3 separate regions of the Mus musculus genome follow, and regions 2 and 3 are each linked to region 1. A link is a contact called in public Hi-C data. All regions are on one chromosome and are shown on one strand. The core of a region is the stretch at or near the end of the contact, and the rest is flanking DNA. Distances in the headings are between cores, read along the strand shown. Region 1 has its middle 28 kb from the start of Tbx19. Region 2 has its middle 14 kb from the start of Gm26685. Region 3 has its middle 9.2 kb from the start of Gm26685.

What was found. A called contact is a pair of places that touch in the nucleus more often than the background predicts.
Region 2: a contact with region 1 is called in a Hi-C map of embryonic stem cells, with 4 times the contacts expected there. The contact joins two enhancer-like sites. A contact is called at or near these places in 1 of 484 Hi-C or Micro-C datasets (embryonic stem cells), 3 of 115 datasets of contacts at active chromatin or transcription factors (embryonic basal ganglia, embryonic stem cells and large pre-B cells) and 1 of 9 other capture datasets (embryonic stem cells).
Region 3: a contact with region 1 is called in a Hi-C map of muscle stem cells, with 4 times the contacts expected there. The contact joins two enhancer-like sites. A contact is called at or near these places in 1 of 484 Hi-C or Micro-C datasets (muscle stem cells) and 4 of 115 datasets of contacts at active chromatin or transcription factors (embryonic basal ganglia, embryonic stem cells and large pre-B cells).

Annotation. Positions count from the first base shown.
Region 1 is chr1:165,130,725-165,135,240 of GRCm38.p6, reverse strand. No RefSeq gene overlaps it. Among named protein-coding and RNA genes, the nearest start is that of Tbx19, 28 kb to the left of the region's middle. Within about 2 kb of position 2,825, at least 62 of the 459 cell types and tissues checked have an H3K27ac peak or open chromatin away from gene starts, as enhancers often do. A contact at or near this core is called in embryonic stem cells and muscle stem cells, where this site is marked.
Region 2 is chr1:164,514,892-164,519,423 of GRCm38.p6, reverse strand. No RefSeq gene overlaps it. Among named protein-coding and RNA genes, the nearest start is that of Gm26685, 14 kb to the right of the region's middle. Within about 2 kb of position 1,898, at least 7 of the 459 cell types and tissues checked have an H3K27ac peak or open chromatin away from gene starts, as enhancers often do. A contact at or near this core is called in embryonic stem cells, where this site is marked.
Region 3 is chr1:164,491,896-164,496,364 of GRCm38.p6, reverse strand. No RefSeq gene overlaps it. Among named protein-coding and RNA genes, the nearest start is that of Gm26685, 9.2 kb to the left of the region's middle. Within about 2 kb of position 3,149, at least 46 of the 459 cell types and tissues checked have an H3K27ac peak or open chromatin away from gene starts, as enhancers often do. A contact at or near this core is called in embryonic stem cells and muscle stem cells, where this site is marked.

The sequences.
Region 1 (4,516 bases), core at 1,576-4,075:
CAGCAACATAAGGGAATGAAGTAAGCAGAAAGAAGGTCATATCATTGTTCTAATTTAAACTTTTGGCTACTGGGACCGTCAACACTCACCTGTTCAGGTTCCTAGAAAACCGTGGAATTCCTCCTTCCTCTCGTGAGTTACTGCTGAGGCCCTGGACACTCCATCCAAGAATCATAACTAGCCGTTTTTAGCCCATGCCGGAAGAGGTGAAGCTCTGAGAATCACCTCTTTCAGTTACTGGTGCAGCCAATATCCCAGTGGCTGCATGAGTCCACGTTGGGCTCATACGAGTCTCTGAACTCCACAGTAGGCTGGACCTGCCCACACCAGTCATTAATCAAGAAAATGTTCCCACAGACATGAGCTGGTCTGGTGGGTGAGATGATCTTTCCGAAGTGATTTTAGTTTGTGTCATGTTGACAAAAACTAGCCGGCTCACACAACACACTTGCTGCAGCCCAGCCTACACAGTGCTTGCTTGTATTTTATGCTATTTAAGACTGACTCTCTGGTCCATTTTGGAATGGGACAGCAGAGGGGTAAGATGTAGCTGCTAGAGTTTCCCGGTATCATGGCGGATCCACAAGGATTCACCATTGGAGGAGTAGGATTTAAATAAGGCTTACAAGATTAGGTTTTAGTTGTTGAGCCCAGAGATTGAGGTACCATTGTTTCAGGGGGTGGGGGGAGGAAGAACGACTCTCTGAAATGTCTTGACGTTGGACTACTGAGTTGAATTGCTAATGTTTATCGAGCACTTACTCTGTGACACTACTGTGTTAAGTACTTTGCATGCATTATCAAACTAAATACGTTTGAAAGGTACTTAGCATTTTAAATGGCTCTATTAATTTCTAATTTGCAAAGCAGAAACGTTACGAATTTAAAGCGTTTAAGTTAGTGATATTTAATTTTTAAATTATGTTTATTTATATGTATGTATGTATGTATGTATGTATGTATGTGGTGGTGGGGATCAGTAGACTTGCCACCAAGCACCTTCACTTACCCAGCCCTCTTGCTGGCTTCAGTTTATAGGTTTTTAAAGCATATTTACAGAGTTGAACAAGCACCATTTAATTATAAGCCATCTTCATCAGCCTATAAAGATAACTTACTTGTATTGGTTGTCATCCCTGCTCCCTTCCGGTTTCTCTACAACTCCCAGCCCCAGGCAGCTATGAGTGTACTTCCTCTATAGACTTCCCCATCCTGGATGCTTCATGGACACGAATTCATGTGACTTTGGTGACTTTCCTGGGTAGCTTCTTTTACTCAGTGTATAACCTTAGAGGTTCATTGATGCTGGACACACCAACATGCATGTTCATTGATATAGGACACACCAGCATCCCCTGATGCAGGACACACCAGCATCCCAGTTCATTGATGCAGGGCACTGCAGCATGCCTGTTCCTTTCTGTGCAGACGATATTCGGTCCTATAAACTTGCACTGTGTTCATACTATCGTTTACTTGGTTAGTGAGCATCTGGTCTGATGCCGCTTTTTGAATATTGGTGTGTAAGTTCTTTTGTGGCCTAGAAGCTGCCAGCTCACTCTCCATTGTACAGATGAGGAGGGAGATTCAGAAAGCTGGGCTTCCTGAAGCCATACAGCTACTAGGAAGCTAGACTCAGGTCTCTGATGACAGTTACACATCCCTGCACACAACTCGGTGTCATTGCTGTATTGGGAGGGGACCCAAGCAGGGGCGGTCACATGACTCTGGAGGTACTTCCCTTAGCTTCTCACCATGTCAACTCGGGTCTCTAGGGATACTCTAATAAAGCAAAGGGCCGGCTCCTGGGAATACACTTGTTAGAGGAAGCAGAGAGATGGCCGTCTGAGCAGAGCCTCAGGGGTTGCAGATATAAGGGACCTGGTGGCAGATGGCTGGTTCCAGGAAGGACTTACATGGCAGGAAAAAACTGTCTCCTAGAATCCCTTTGGGGCAGGTTCTGGTAAAAAACTGAATTTCCTGGAACCGTAGACTATGGGATTTGAATTCTTTATAATTTAGATTATTAATGGAAATGTGATCTCAGAGCCTGCTTAGTGAAGCTTGCAAATATTAATTATAAGTAGAAAAGAGGTGATTGATCTTGGGATAGATTATAAAAATGTACTCTTGTCACTTAGCAAAAACTGTATTGCCGGCAAAACATTCAGAGCGCTTTAAGAACTTTAAAGGGTTTAAGTGGGAGAAAAGCTTTGCATTTGTCCTGATGAGACTTTGGATGGGGAGGCCAGTGCCACGTGAGGTCACTGTTTGGTGAGCCAGCCTCCAGGGTGGTGGTGAACAAGATAATACTTGTCTTTCTAGAGGTGGTGGAGCACACCTTTAGTCCCAGCACACAGGAGGCAGAGGCAGGAGGATTTCTGTGAGTTCGAGGCCAGCCTGGTTTACAGAGCGAGTTCTAGGAGTCAGGGCTACACAGAGAAACCCTGTCTGGAAAACCAAAAGAAAACAAACCAGAAAAGTAGAGGAGAGGAAAAGGAGTAGAAAGCTACCAGAAGCCATGTTCTTACTGCTGCAGTTCCAGAAGCCGTCTGTAGGTGGGGCTATTGCTCAACACACTTGTTTTTGGAAGGAGACAGACTCAGCCACTGCAGCTGTTGTATTGCAGTCAACCCTGTATGTTTATCTCAGTTTTATTGGAAGCACCCCCAAACCCTTGTTTGCACCCTGAGCCCTAGGAACATTTACCTGTGTCCTTAAGAATGTCTTTTTGTCAAGCTGTAAAACCCCAGGCTTACAGCATGACCCACAAAGGATGAGATGTCGCATAACGGATCAAAATTTAGATTTGCTGAGTCATGCAAGTTACAGCACTGGAGCTTATCCAGTAAGGCCTGGCCTTCCAAAAGGGTGCTGGGCTTTATGCTGAACGTTGACACACACGGGCGCGCATACACACACACACACACACACACACACACACACACACACTATACACGAGTGCACCCATGCACATGCGTGCGTGATTAAGAGGCCCCTCAGCTGTGACATAAACCCACTGCGGATATAGCATTTACCTGGTACGCTCTGCAACACCCTTATGGGATTTTGAAGGCAGGAGAACTAATGAGAATATGGGCTATGAGCTGCCTAGGCTGACAAGGAAGTCCTTTGCTTCTGGCCCAGAAAGTAGGCAAGCTTGTGTGTGTGTGTGTGTGTGTGTGTGTGTGTGTGTGTGTTTCTGTGTGTTTGTGTATGTCCAACATCAATGAAGCTATGAAAGGAGAACTCATTATTTTGGAAGGATGACAAAAATCTTTGGTCATTTCCAGTTCTCTCCTCCTCTCTTCCTCCTCTTTAATTTTTTAAAAAATCAATTCAATGGTGCATATATGTGAAGTTGTCATGTGTGGGTTGTAGATGTAGGGAGATGCCCATGGATGCCAGAAGAGGGCATCATATTCTCTGGAGCTGGAGTTACAGGTGGTTGTGAGATACTGGATACAGATGCTGGCAGCCAAACTCTGGTCCTCTATGTGAGGACCTTCTAAGTACTAAGCCATGTCTCCAGCTCCTTCAACGGATACTTTAAAATAGCATACATGTTTATAGACCTCAATATAACTATCATTTTGTAAAAAAATAAAAAATAAAAAATGAGTGTCAATTTTCAAAATAAGAATGGCTTAAGTCAGCCTAGGTCCAAATACATTGAGCATAAAACATTGTTCCTTGCTAAGGACTCTAGCTGCCCTCACCTAATAAGCTAATATTTAATCATAGTAAAAAAAAAATCTCAGCAGCCCAACTTGTCCCATGTCCTGTGCAGTGTTTTAACACTCTTAAACAGATTTAAACTAAACAGGTCATAAAGAGCCAAAATACACCCACATACATATAAGTGGCAGATGACGTGAAAGGTTGTCCCCTCCTGAGCTCACCACATTCATGTGACTGATCACCGTGGATGGCACCTGACCTTGCAAGGTTGCTCTTACTACTTGGAGTCTCCTTTGCTAATTGTTAGGAGTGGGACAGGGTGTTTGTTCCTCACAATTTTAATTATTTTAGAATTCTTCTTTAGGAAGCTTTCCGTTCTGTGGATAAACCTTAGCATATTTATCTTTACCCATCTGGAAAGAGTTGAGCTCCACTTGTTTTCTGTTACAAATGGCTGCTGGAAGCGAATATCCTTGCGCTGTCTGCTGCGAATGCCTGTGAGTGTCCACAGGCTGGAGACTTCAGGGTAGAAGCCGGCCTTCAGTGTGTGCCCCTTAACCCCTATACCTGTTGTTACAATGTTTCCTAAATTGATTGCACCTGGTCACAACCCCAGTAGTAACTAATTTTGGGTCCATGACGTAACATGGCTCTTAATTTTTTCCAATTTTGAATTATGTAAGGTTTTATTCAGTTGTTTTAATTTTCACATTACCTGAGAGTGAGTATTTTGTTTTAGTTTTATTATGATCAGAGCTCTCTCTTTTCTGAAAAGTTTCTCATTTTTCTAGGCCCCCAAATTTTTTCTTCATACACTCTGGATGACACTCCTTTG
Region 2 (4,532 bases), core at 649-3,148, 610 kb after region 1:
CCAATTCCTTCTTCATCTTTATTGACTGCAATAAACTTCTTTTCCTGGGCTGGTTCCATCCCCTGTTAGTAGCATTCCTCAAGAGATATCCTATGGCTCTGGCATCTTGAAAATCTTGGGATCTCCAAGGCAACTTCAATATTACAGCTTCTGACTTCAATGTCTGGGATCCACACATGATCTTCTGGGCTCCTCCAAAGGGCTGGTGTCACTTCTCCAGCTCTACCCTCTGTAACACTCTAAGCTCAGATTGATTCACTGCACTGCCGCTGCTGTTCTTGGTGATCATCCCATGGTACCGGCATCTCCAATGCGCTGGGGTCTTCTGCTGCAATGAGGCTTCAACAATAGCCTCTCATAGGCTCTCTTCATGATGCCAAGCATCAAATCCTTTGCATAAACCCTTCAGTCCTGGGCTGTCAACTACAACTGAAGCTGCACCTTCACCAAATGGCCTTCCATGGCCTCTCATAGTGTTAAGCCTCAGCTGCTCTTCATGACCTCTTCATGCCTTCAAAACCAGTACCACCTGGATGACTCTTAGACATTGCCAAGTACAGCTGCAGCATAAGTTACAACCTTGGCTATCTCTGGAACACAGCTTCTTTGTGCTCTCAGAAAACACTTCCAGAAGATTTCACCTCAGTGATTCTGGTCTCTTCTTAATCACCTCTAATTTCTTAACTCCACCTAACCAGCATCAACTGTCCCAGTAGTCCCTTTTATTTTTCACTCTAAAGCCAGAACCACATGGCCAAAGCTGTTGTATTCTGCTGCTTCCTGGGGCTGGAGCATGCCCCCCACCCCCTTATTCTATTACCAGCTTTCTGTTTTCCAACTCCCTCTCTGCCTAAGCTTGGTTTTCCTGGAACTTGCTCTGTAGATTGACCTTGAATTCAGAAATCTTCGTGGCTCTGTCTCCTGCAATGCTGGGATTAAAAGGCGTGTACACTTTAAGCCTTTCTTCACCTAGAACTTGTTTTGTCCCAGGTTGTCCTTGAACTTGGAGATCTGGGGATTCAGTTCCATTTCACTCCCCGGCACCCCGTTAATATTTGAACCATATATTTTATATTTTTCCTTTCAAAGATTGCTATGCTTTTTTCAAAATCTCTTATGAGACTTAACCAGAGAACAAAGTCTCTGCTGGGCTTTTTTGAGACTTCATTTGTCAATGCAATTAATTTAAATCTCTTTACCTTAGACTCAGGTAGACTCTTCAGAGCCAAAAGCAACCACATTCTTCACCAAAATAGCACAAAAGCAGTCTCTAGGCCACATTTTGAAATTCTTGTTCACTGAAACCTCTTGGGCCAGGTCTCCACTATTCAAATCATACTCAGCAACAAAGTCTTCCACATCCCTACTAGGATAGCCCATTAAACCCAACTTAAAGCATTCCATTGCTTTCCAGAGTCCCAAAATCCACATTCCTCCAAACAAAAGCATGGTCAGGCCTATCACATCAATACCCCAGTCCCTGGTACCAACTTCTGTCTTAGTTAAACCCTAACTAAGGTTTACTGCTGTGAAGGAACATCATAACCAAGGCAACTCTTCTTTTTTTTTTTTTTTTTTTTTTTTTTTTTGGTTTTTCGAGACAGGGTTTCTCTGTGTAGTCCTGGCTGTCCTGGAACTCACTCTGTAGACCAGGCCAGCCTCAAACTCAGAAATCTACCTGCCTCTACCTCCCAAGTGCTGGGATCAAAGGCGTGCACCACCACGCCCAGCTCCTAGGCAACTCTTACAAGGACAACATTGCATTGGGGCTGGCTTACAGATTCAGAGGTTCATTCCATTATCATCAAAGCATACATGGCAGCATCCAGGCAGGCATGGTGCAGGAGGAGCTGAGAGTTCAATATCTCCATCTGAAGGCTGCTAATAGAATACAGGCTTCCAGGCAGCTAGGATAAGGGTCTTAAAGCCCACACCCACAGTGACACACCTACTCCAACAAAGCCACACCTCCAAACAGTGCCACTCCCTGGGCCAGGAATTTTCAAACTGTGACACTGACACAATTTTTCAGAGAACTGAACTTTGATAATTGTACAGCAATAAATCCCGGGACATAGAAGCTAAGAATCCCTTTATCGTTTCAATTTTATTTGTCAAAGAAAATTTTGAATTAATTAATATGATAGATGTGTCTGTAAGATTATGTACCTGTGTGTAGGCATGCTCTCATACACACATGGAGGCCAGACAGAGATCATATAAACTACCCTATCACTCACTATCTATTCTGATCCAGAATGTCTCCCTGAACCTAGGGCTCGAATTTTATTAGCTACAAGCCCCAGGGATTCTCCTCTCTCTGCCCCCTCTCGGAGCTGGGGCTACAGACCTGTGGGATGCTCAGCTTATTATATGAGTGCTGGGATTCGAACTCCGATCCTTTTGGTTGTACAACAAGTACTCTTAACTGCTGAGTCATCTCTCCAGTCCATTCTTTAAATTGTTTACTATTAGTAGTTTCTAGATTGTTTCTTTATGGAATATCTAATGTTTCAAGTACATTGGTACCCCACTGTACCAAGGAAGGTCCACCCACCTCAGAATTACCCGAATTATTTTGTAATTATAGATATACAATAACATTTGAAAAGCATATTTATTCCTTGAAAGAAAAACAGTTAAAACCACAGTTTGAAAATCTAGCTAGCTAATGAAATTCTAGAAGAAATCCATTTGATTATTTAAAATGTCTCCTCCAACATGTAGTTAATACAAACAAAACAAACCTATAATAATCCACATTTGCTACTAAGGAGGAAACATGACATATTTACTAGTAAAGAACTTTGTAAGGGGCTGTTTGCTTCAGGATCTATCTCAGTTGCATCCCCAGAAGTCACATTTTTAAAAGCCAACTTGTAATCCCAACATGAGAAGGCAGTGACAGGGGGCTCCAGGGAGATCACCGTCCAGCTAGCCAACCTAGCCTAATTAGACAGTGAGAGACTTTGTCCCCAAAATCAAGGTGAACAGCTTCCCAAGGTTGTTGTCTAGACTCCACACATGTGCACACACACACACCAACAAATAAACACACACAAAAATTTTCAAGTAAAGATATGCACTAAAAATTAATAGGAAATTCTTAAGATTTTCCCTCACTGGGCCCAGGTCTGGGAAGTATTATGGAGAAATGGTGTGAACAGAGAATACACTGGGGGGGGGGGGCATGGGGGGATGGACTATAACCAGGTAGGCCTGGGTGTCACAGGCAACATAACTGTCACTGCAAAGAGCAATGCTTGCCTCCTGAGGCTGTTTTAGAAAGGGCTATGATGTACTTGCCAGGCACAGAGGTATCCGAATTGGCAGTTATTAATAGGTAAACCACTTAATTCTGAACTTAGTTTTCTTACATATTAAAGGAAGAAAATGGCAGGGCTGGAAATAAGAGATGAGCATAGACTACCTGCCTAGCATGTGTGACACCCTAGGTTCAATCCCCAGTACTGGGGAGCAAGAGCCCTCTATGGGCCTGATGATCTGGAGAACAGTATGCCTGGACCTCTGTGAATGATAGTAGTGTGTGACGTGAGGCGTGCCATGGGACACCGTGCATTGACACATCTTCAACACTTATTAGCAGTGAGGTCTATGACAGAGTTTTGAGTAGAGGAAGAGTGGGCAGGGCCTTTCTCCATTTTAGAAGAATTGCTGGTTATAATAGTATCCAGTACCAAAGGTAGATGCAGGAAGAAACTCAAGCAAAAGCCACAGCAGGAATCTAGGCCACCATGGGCAAAAGCCTAATTAGAGGGAGTGTGAAAGAACATGACTCAACTCTGATCTTAGCTGATTAACATATTTTTTTTATCATGGAGAAAGGGTCTCATTATGAGGTCCAGTCTAGCATTGACCCTGAGAGCATCCTGCTTTGTCGTCACAGCGTGGGTGCAGTAACGGAGCTCAGCACTGTTGAATTTCAGTGTGTTCCACATGACTCCCAGGGTTGCCTTTCTGAAAAGCAAATCTGATCAGTGTTTGCCCATGTCCACAGTGTGCAGAACCCCGTAACCCAGCCAAGTCCGTCTCTCCAGGTCCATTTTCTTTCATTCCCTCCCTCTGACTGTACCCAAAATGCCCTCTCTCCATGGAACTCCTCTTTCTCTGTCACAACCCAAATCTAATGACTTCTGTGAAATCACATCCCTTCCCCCGAGTTCATTCAATGCAGACCGAAGTACTTCCTCTCTGCAGACTTAAGTTCTCTGTACACAGTTCCATTAAACCTCCATAGAAATATAATTATGAACCCATAAGCCTTAACGTCAGGGTATACAGGAGAATAACTGTGAGCTTCAAAATTAGATTAATCTGAGTTAAAACCCAAGCTCTAGCTTGCCATATATAACCTTAAGCAAGTTATTTGATTTCTCCACACTCCATTTCTTGTAAAGATAATAATTCCTCCTTAATAGCATTGTGTCAAGAATAAATTAGATAAGTTCAGTAAATGATCCAGAATAGGACCTGACCCTCAACAAGTCACTAAAAAGTATTAATCTCTTCCA
Region 3 (4,469 bases), core at 1,900-4,399, 640 kb after region 1:
TAGAAGTGAACACATTAAAACCACATAGAGAAGTCTTGGCACACCTATCAGGATGACTAAAGCAAAAATCGTGAGAGCACTAAACGCTGGTGAGGATGCAGAGAAGTTGGGCGGTGCCACTTAGAGAACATTCTAGAAATGATACAATTATATAAATAAAGAGAAAAATAACAGCTGTCAAGAGTCAAGGATGTAGTGAGAGTAGACACATAGGTGACAATAAGAGGACAATATATACCACCATTATATTGATAAAAACACCCTTTCTTTTGACTGTATTGGTATTAAATCCTGATTATATCATGGTGAGATGTACTAGTGATGGGAGAGAAAAACAAATGGACTCTTTAGTCTTGCTAAATGGGTCAATATAGACCATTTTTATACACTTTCACATAAAAACCAAGGTCCCTCGTTGGGGATTGGTTCTAAGGCTTTGATTAGTTGGGAATCTGCATGTCCAAACACTGAAGGCCCTTGTCCCAAGTTGGTTTCGATTGATCAATAAAGATGCCAGCAGCCAATGGTGAAGCAAAGAGAAACAGGGCAGGACCTTTAGATTTGTGCAGGCTAGGAACTGGGAAAAAGGAGACAGAATTGTTATGACTCGGGGGAGAAGGATGGGGCATAGGAGTGGCAGGAGAGAAAGCCAACCTACCATGTGAGAATTCAGGTGGCCATTGTCTATCATGTCCACTGTGTAGTATTTTATAAAAAGAAAAGGAAGCCAGGGATAGGTTTGGTAGAAGTGTGGTATGGTGCAGGGGATGGATTGCCTCTGCGAACCTGTTCTGAGGCATCCCTTCCCCCTGAGGTACCAGCCATGTGACAGGTATAGTATGGAATAGAGTTTATTTACGGCGTGGGGAGTGGAGTGGAGAAGAGGCTGGCCATGAGCACGTGGGGGTTGGGGGGGGGGATGGGGAGAGGAGGGACAGAGAGGAAGAGGATAAGAGAGCAAGAAAGCAAAAGAGCAAAAGAGAGAGGAGGGGCCAAACCGCCCTTTTATAGTGAGTCAGGCATACCTGTTGCCAAGGAACTGTGGGGTGGAGCCTAGAAGGAATGCTAACACACTAGAGTTTCTCTCCTAGGTATCACCTAGCTCTCCTGCTCTATTTCTGTCTTCCCACCTTCCTCCCCTCTCCTTCTCTGGCCCCATCCCTGCCCAGTCTCTGTAAAGTAAATGAAGCATTTGAAGTATCTACTTTCATACAAAGTAGCTTGTTAATACCACTAGTTGAGAATAAAGCCTCTACCACAATTTTTTGAGCCAAATTCGTAGCAAGCTTTATTAAATACCAGCCAGGAACATGGACACTAGCCAGGTCCATTCCCAGAGAATGGCTGAGAATTATGTTAGTCAGGTGCTTATGCAGGCAAACCCCACAAGGCTACGTACTTCCTGCCTCTGTCCAATTGGGCCAAGCATACATTCTGATGTACTTCCTGCGTTCACATCTACCGCCTGTGTGTGATCAAGCACATCCTGTGTTGTTGAGACAACCAACCTTGTTTATAGAGGTGAAAACAGGTGGCTTTGTTATCTTATAAGAGCAGCCTCCAGCATTCCAGAAAGTCATCTGTCCTTGGGCAAGTGGGGTTTGCAGGTTAAAGGCTCTTTTGTTTTATGGATTGCTGAAGCACAATACGTTAAACCTGAAACGTAACTTTAGCTCTCACATTTCCTTATTCCAAGGGAGGTTGCAAAGCACAATGATGCTATGCAGGGCACTCATGAAAATATATATGGCCTAGGACCTGGAACACTAAGCTACCCTGCCCCAGTCCCCAGCTGCCTGGACTTCCTACCTAAGGATACCTAGACCTATTTATTTTCTTTGAGGACAGGATGCCTGTGAGCCAGTTAGCCCTAACATGGCTGCCAGAGTAGGGAGAGACACCATCACAATTCATTTACATGTCAAATGTCTTCCCCACCCCAGGACCACAAGGTTAACAACTGCCACCAGGCAACTGGGAATAGCTCTGACAGGAGCAAATAGCAAAGCAGGCACCGGTCACTGCCAGAATACCTGGGATTCTTTGTCCTTTCACAGAGGAGCCCTGAATATTCACCCTCCCAGGTGAGCCTGTCCCTCCCCTCCGCTCTGCTACCATAAATCCGAAACTACCGAACCCCAAACAGACTGCTCTGGAGGCTTATCTCTTTGTCTCCTATTTTGGGCCAAGAATAACAGTTTTTCCTGTTGCTCAGCCTTGTCACCCAGCCTCTAAATTTAAAAGAGAAAATGGACCCAGTTTGAGGTCTGAAATTTGCAAACAACTATACCACGTGGTGGAATCTCTTGCAACTCAGAAAGGCTTGAGTTAAAATTCCCCCACCTGCCTTTGGACAGATTAACGCTATTTCCACAGGTGTACTTATAAAACAGAGATAATAACCCGTAACTCAGTCCTCTGTGTACTCACCTGCATAGAGACTTGCTCTCTAAAACTTCTTTCTGTAATGGAGTGGCTCCTCCCTTCCGAACCAACAGCTTATGCTGCACAAATTGGTTCCTGCTGGAGTTTTATACTCATGCTTATTATCATTGATGGGAACTTAGCTTTCATTTTAGTAAACACCTTTTAGAACGAGCTTGCAATCTTTGCAAATAATCCCCTAAAGCTTGCTCTCTCTTGCATCCTGCTCTCCTTTCAAACGAGGAGTCTGAGACAGTTATTTGGCTACTGAGGGCAGGAGCCAGTAGGTCTGATTCTTGAGTTTGTGCATTTCCTACAATCTACAATTTCCTACGATTGGGCTTTCACACAGCTTGGTAGAACTTGCCTTCCCAGACTCTGTCCAGGGACCAGCTGGCTTCTCATGCTAGAGCAAGATAAAGTCAGGAGGAGGAACTTCCAGCCAGCCTTGCTTGACAGCCTTCAGGAGCCTGCCCTCCCTCAGTGCTTCACCTTCTCTCCTGGGAATGGGAAATCTCTCTAGGGGTAAGCCTGTGACTCGGGTCCTCCATGTTGCCTCTTGTTTGAATTTTTTTAGATGCCATGTCACACACAGAGAATATCATTGGTGGTGGTGGCTATCTTCCCGTGCTAGTTTTATTGGCATCTCTTCCATGAGCTAGGCTCTCTCATTGGCACTGACTCATGTTGGCAAAGAGAAAGAGACAAAAAACAAGTCAACAGAGAGAGTGAAATACCATCTCTCCCAGAGGGTTGGTTGCTGGCCAAGATGCTCAGGAGTGCCGCTCACTGGACACGAGGACACGCAAGAACTGCGGGATACTCCCTGCCTCTTGAAGAGTGTCCAGGGCCTTCCCAGGAAACAAAACAAGAGAAAAGTTTCAGGCCTAGGGTCCCAAAAGAACCTGAGCTTGAGGCTCAGCTCTTACATCTCAGCCATAGCTGTTAGAGTAAGATAATACTCATTCTTCCCACATCTGCTTTGTTTGTTTTGTAAAATGAAATCGATGGCCATACCATCCCTCCGGGGTCTTTGAACGATGCACATGAGATGAGACAGGACAGGTGCCTGCCACAGTACCTTACCAGCACTGTGCACCCAGCAACACTGCTGTTATATCTCGTGGGACGTGTGATAAGCCAGGGAGAGGGTAGGATGGTGATGATGATATTTTAATTATTATCTTCAAAATCACCAGAGGAAAAAGCTTAAACTTCAAAGGGCACTCCGGAGAAGTTAGCCTCCCAGAAAAAAATTGGCTTCAGATTCTCTGGGCTTAACTAGTTGGAAATTAAACCAGCCAGGCATGGTGGCACATGCTCTCTAGAGGCAGAGACAGGTGGATCTCTGTGACTTTTGTGGCCACCCTGGTCTACATAGTAAGTTCTAGGCTAGCCAAGACTATATAGTGTAATTCTGTCTAAAAAAGGAAAGGAAAGGAAAGGAAAGGAAAGGAAAGGAAAGGAAAGGAAAGGAAAGGAAAGGAAAGGAAAAAAAGGAAAGAAAAGAAAGAAAAGGGAAAGATAAGAAAGATTAAAACACACTTTCCACTTTAGTTAGTATATAACTATGGAAATGTTTTATTTTCAGTGTGATGGGTTTAACTCTTTTATTTTGAAGCTCTTAGAATGAAATCTAGCTAGGTAAGTAGTCTATTGTTCAGACATAGATCTGCTTCTTAACTATTCTGTTATTGCTTTGGGGCTGTGTACCTTTTTGTTTGCTTGTTTGTGCTTTAAACAAAGAGTATGTCTCGCTTTTTTAACTTTGCTACTTGACCAACATTATAATTTTATTCCCCTTTTAAAGTATTATCAGTTCCTTAGCTATAAAATTAGACTCTAGATCACTCATGATAACACATGCAACGGTATTTTACAAAACAGTAAAATGACCTTAGATGCTAAGTTTCAATGACTCCAGGGTGTGTGGTACCTGGGCTCTCTGCTTAGGGCATTCATAAAATGAAGCCGACTTCCAATCTGAAAGTAATATAATAGCAGTAGGATTTGTCCTTCTACATTTACATTTTATTTTCTGAAAG